2 separate regions of the Sus scrofa genome follow, and region 1 is linked to region 2. A link is a contact called in public HiChIP or PLAC-seq data. All regions are on one chromosome and are shown on one strand. The core of a region is the stretch at or near the end of the contact, and the rest is flanking DNA. Distances in the headings are between cores, read along the strand shown.

Region 1 (2,700 bases), core at 127-2,626, 38 kb after region 2:
TAACAATCTCCAACTGCTGTCTCTCCAACCCATCCTCCATAATCCTGCAGGGCTCACAGCTCTGACCACCACACTTCCTACTCAAAAACCATAACTCCCCACCACATACAGAAGTGCAAATCTCTCAGCCTGGCACTTAAAACCCTTTTTTTTTACCTTTAATCCCAACCTACCTTGCCCATCTCATATTAAAATGCTTCTCGGCTTCAATCCCCAAACGCTATTTATTTCTCTTTCCCATGATGTATCCTGTAGCCTGACACCAGTCCTTACCTCTGCTCGGGCAGTAGCCTCTTTCTAGAGTGCCCTTACCCGCTTCTCCATCTGTCAAAGTTCTACCCATCATTCCAGACCCAGTTCAAAGATCTCACCCCACAGCGCCTTCTAGATCTCACTTGTCAGAATTAACATCACCAAAACTACACAGCCTGTTCATAGCCCGTCCATCTTCCGAAGAAAGCTAAGCCTGTAACTTATCACTTTCCTATCCTTTACTGTGGGAGCTTTACCGATTTGGTGGTTGGTAGCCCCCATCTAAAAACACACTCTAGGTGATATAAGACACAAATGAGAACATACTCTAAACTATTAAATGACTTGCTCAGGGTCACCTAAAAAGTCATGGACCCAAAAGAACAACCCTTGAGGATGCAGACTCTAGGAAGGCAGGTACTGTGTCCAGTTTACCTGCAGCCCTTGAATTTCGTCCAATGCCTGTAATCCAGTAGGTATTCAATAAATGCTTATTATAGAAATGAAGGAACGAAGGCAGGACAAATGTCCCTGTCACACAGATCAGGCTCCTGTCACCTAAGACTTGATCCCCATTGATCGACCGTCGTGCGGGAGCTTCAACTATCTGCCTATACCTGAGCATACGGCAAGGGTCTCGGTCTTACCCGTCAACCTGGGCGAGGCCTCGGAAGGTGCCCTCGCCTCCGGGGCAGTGCCTCTGGCCCTGGAACCTGCCCTCCTCGGTGCTGAAGAGCTTCACTGTCCTATCGGCACAGCCGACTAGGATCTGCAGGCAGAGAGAGCAGGGCAGGATGGCAAGAGGAGCGAGGCTGCCACGCCTCAGCATCCCCCCTGCTCCAGCACAGTTAGAGGTCGCTCACCTGGGTCTCGCCGCCCGCGCCCCAGCACAGGGCGCTCACCGCCTCCTCGCGCTGCGGCTGTCCCGCCGCCGTGTAGTTTACCGCTTGTTTGCGCTGAAGGTTCACCCCTGCGGTCCGGGGACGTCAGTTACGCCGGGGTCGCGAACGCATGACCCCCGCGGTTCCAGACGCCCAGGCCCATCACTCACCTTTCAGGATGCCGGTGTCGGTGCCGACCCACACATGATTCCACCGCGCCTCGGCAGCCGCCATAACGGAGATCCGGATCCGGCTCGCACTTCCGGCGCAGCATTTGCGTCACCAGCACGCGGCAGGTCGGATCCGGATAAAGGCCATTTCTGGGAGCGTAGAGAGCAGGAAATGTAAAAATTCCCCCACTGCGCCAGCTGGTTTTGCTTTTAAGAAATGAAATCTAGGAGTTCCCGTCGTGGCTCAGCGGTTAACGAATCCGACTAGGAACCCTGAGGTTGGCGGTTTGATCCCTGGCCTTGCTCAGTGGGGTAAAGATGTGGCGTTGCCGTGAGCTGTCGCAGAGGCGGCTCGGACCCCACCTTGCTGAGGCTGTGGCGTAGGCCAGCGCCTGTAGCTCCGATTGGACCCCTAGCCTGGGAACCTCCATATGCCGCGGGTGCAGCCCTAAAAAGCAAAACAAGAAAGAAAACATATATCAGGAATGATTCAAGTCGCTCATATGAGGCACATCAACCTTGAGTATAAAAAGGACGAATTCTGGGAAAATAAAACCGACTTTTTTTTTTTTTTTTTTCCCCAGATCCCATGTGGGATCTGAGGCAAGCCTGCGACGTACGCCACAGCGCAGGGCAACCCAGATCCTTAATCCACTGAGCGAGGCCAGGGATCGAACCTGCGTCCTCAGGGGTGCTAGTCAGATTCGTTTCTGCTGAACCAGGACGGAGAACTCCAAAAGTGACAATCTTTTTTTTTTTTTTTTTTGTCTTTTCTAGGGCCGCACACGCGGAATATGGAGGTTCCCAGGATAGGGGTCTAAAAGGAGCTGTAGCCGCCGGCCTACACCACAGCCACAGCAACTCGGGATCCGAGCCTCGTCTGCGACCTATACCATAGGTCACGGCAACGCCTGATCGTTAGCCACGACGGGAATTCCCAAAACTAACAATCTTTAAGCAGAACTCTGTTTTGGAAAGTGGAGGTAAGGGCTTAGTTTTTATTTCCTCACATTGAGGTTTGGGGATGGTAAAAAATTAGTACCAACTGAGAGTAAAAATCTGCAAATCTAACAGAAAAAAAAATCTTTCTCCCAAGGGATAAGCTGCAACTTTAAAATGTCATAACGTCCCCCTTTCTTGAATGACTGAGACATTTTCTCTGAAATCAGAGACTCTCAACTATTAGAGGAGTTCCCATCATGGCTCAGTGGTTAACGAATCCGACTAGGAACCATGAGGTTGCGGGTTCGATCCCTGGCCTTGCTCTGTGGGTTAACGATCTGGCATTGCCCTGAGCTGTGGTATAGGTCGCAGAGACGGCTGGGATCCGGCATTGCTTTGGCTGCGGTGTAGGCCGGCGGTTACAGCTCCGATTGGACCCCTAGCCTGGGAACCTC
Region 2 (2,700 bases), core at 14-2,513:
GCCAGCAGTTACATCTCTGATTGGACCCCTAGCGTGGGAACTTTCATATGCCTCGGCTGGGGCCCTAAAAAGCAAAAAAAAGAAAGAAAGAAAAAAAAAAAAAGACCCACGATACAGATGGCCTACAGGCACATGAAAAGATGCTCAACATCACTAATTATTAGAGAAATGCAAATCAAAGCCACAATAAGGTAGCACTTCACACCAATCAGAATGGCCAACATTAAAAAGTCCACAAAAACAAATGCTGGAGAGGATGTGGAGAAAAGGCAACCCTCCTACGCTGTTGGTAGGAATGAAAACTGGTGCAGCCACTACGGGAAAGAGTATGGAGGTTCCTTAAAAAACTAAAAATATGAGTTTCTCAAGAAGTTACCCTAGGAAAAAAGTAATAAATGCACACAAGTCGTTGCTAACATTCACTGAGCACTCTTCTCCAGTGTCAGGCACTATGCTCCAGGCACCTGACATGAATGATCTCGTTTTAACACACACACACACGGAGACAAACTCAGAAGGCTGGTACTGTTTCTATCCTCATTAAGGAGATGGAAAACGAAGTCTGAGGGTGTAAGTTACTCAAGCTTGGCATAGCCAACTCGGGATTGAAACCTCGGCTCCTAACCACCGCTCTGGACTAAAACTCAGTGTAGTGTTTGGACCAGAACATCGAGTTGATGTGCAGATCTAAAATATTAAGCCTAAGCGACAGACGCGTTAGGTGGGGGAGGGGGCAAAATCGCCTGGACGCGCGGTAGAAAATAGGGCACATCAGCCCAGGAGAAGGGCACTGACTCACATTAAACAGTTTGGCCGCCAAATTGAACTGACAGGCATCAACCACCCACAAAGTTCAAAGGAATCTCATCACCCCACCACTGAGCCACCTCTCCGAGTCGCAGGGGCCCGCAAAGGGAGGATCCCAGCGTCAACAACCCCGGCACCCAACCCTCAAGCTCACCCAGGCCCCCGGGCTGCCTCGCCCCGGGCCCGCGCCGCGCCACCGCCGTTCCCCGTGGACGCCGGGCCCCTCGCGGCCTCACGCCCCGGCGCTGCGGCCTAGGCTGGCGCAGCCCAGCAGGGCCCAAGATCGACCGGCTCCCCGACCCAAGGGCCAGCACTGACCGTTGTATGACTTCCCTTCGTCCGCCATGGCGCAGCGAGCAGGGGCGGGCTCTGTCGCGGCCCGCGACACCGGCAAACGTCCGAACGCCCAGGCTCTCCCGGCTGAAGTGCTCCTACGCCGGATGCCGCCGCATTTATGCGGCCAGCGCGTCGCGCGCAGCCGACGTCCCACGGTGATGGGCGGAACCACTGGGAGACGCGCGTGCGCATTCGACGAGCGGACTAGCCGGGGGCGGGACTTGGCGTTGCACGCCCCGCCCAGGACCTGAGCTTGGGAAGCCGAGTTACCGCGGGTTCGCCGGCCCCCTGCTTTCATCCACCCCGCCGCTAGTAGCTCTCTGCTGGAGCACCTCCAGGGTCAGCGGTGAAGCGGAGAGGTGGCTACTGCAGCCCAGGATTCCGAGAGGAACAGGGAAGAGGGGCTACAGGAAGGGCTTCCGAGGAGTGGGAGACCAGGCCCTTAGGAGCGGGAGTGACCGCACATAGACACCTAGAAGGATCCAGCCAGGGCAAGTCTCAGCTCAGCCCTTTGACACTTGCAGATCTAGGCCTCGGTCTCCTCGCCTATAAAATGAAATAGAAAACTAACGGTAAACTCCTAGAGAGCAGGGGCTTGATTAATTCACGGCTTTTTCTCTCCGGCACCTGACTGGATACCATACTTAGCACGCACGCAGCAGGAACCCAACATATATTTGTGAAATAACTACTGATCTATGCATTCCCTCCGAGAGAGTTGCAATCAAAGGAGAGAAAAACGGCATTTGCCAGGCTTTGGCTGTCTTCACAAACCAACCCACCCACCAACCCACCGGGATGTGCTATGCTAAACCCACGTCTTGTGTCAACTGGGCAGTGAGGAGGCCAGCCTGACCACACGCTGAACACAGGCCAAAGGGAGAGGAAATATTAAAATGCCATGGCTAGGAAAGACCTGGGCTCTCCTGGACCCCTCAAAGTACTGGGGCCAGCACAGTGTATAGTGACTGTTGTCTCTACAGCTTGAGCTTCCTTTCGGGTGTGTGAAGTGGGGGAACTCCAGTGATGCAGGATGATGTGGTTCTGGGTCCTGGTCAGGACTAGAAAGCATATTAACCTCCCTGGAGGGTGGGTGTTCCAGGCAGGTCACTCCTTCATTCTTCTGACTGGCTTGGATGTGGTGAGGGGCTTCAAGGGGACCAAGAGCCTCAGCTGGAGCTGGGAACGGATTCTTCATGTCACCTTCACTCCTAGCAGCAGGCAGGGCTCCTACTTCATCCAGCGCAAGTAAGTTTGGGGCCAAATGGTTGGAGCATGCAGATGAGACAGGTCCAAATACTTCTGGAGATGGTCCTGGAAGTTGCCGTCAATCAGGGACCCAGGCTGGGATCCTGTTACGGGCCTCTGAAGGGAAGTTTCCATGCTAACTAAGTGCTGCTACACCTGGAAACCCCCTGCGGGAGGCAGCTGTGTGCACAGAGTGAGTGAGCCTGGCCCGTCAGGGCCATCAGCCCAACCCTTTTAGTTATGATGCTGGGCAGTGGGCTCACTCCACTTGCTGCCAAGGCCCTTCGACGCTCCCACCCCGAAATGACG

The links. HiChIP or PLAC-seq counts read pairs in DNA pulled down with a chosen protein or histone mark.
Region 1: a contact with region 2 is called in an H3K27ac HiChIP or PLAC-seq map of alveolar macrophages. The contact joins the promoter of WDR74 here to the promoter of NXF1 in region 2. A contact is called at or near these places in 1 of 5 promoter capture datasets (liver), 9 of 47 Hi-C or Micro-C datasets (differentiating spermatogonia, embryonic fibroblasts, epiblast stem cells and 5 more) and 2 of 2 datasets of contacts at active chromatin or transcription factors (alveolar macrophages and skeletal muscle).

Annotation. Positions count from the first base shown.
Region 1 is chr2:8,930,206-8,932,905 of Sscrofa11.1, reverse strand. It overlaps WDR74 (WD repeat domain 74), which reads right to left and starts at 1,376. Exons shown (of 11, transcript NM_001243395.1): 1 at 1,304-1,376; 2 at 1,116-1,222; 3 at 900-1,021. The coding sequence starts at 1,367.
Region 2 is chr2:8,968,521-8,971,220 of Sscrofa11.1, reverse strand. It overlaps NXF1 (nuclear RNA export factor 1), which reads right to left and starts at 1,263. Exons shown (of 21, transcript NM_001243350.1): 1 at 1,126-1,263. The coding sequence starts at 1,153.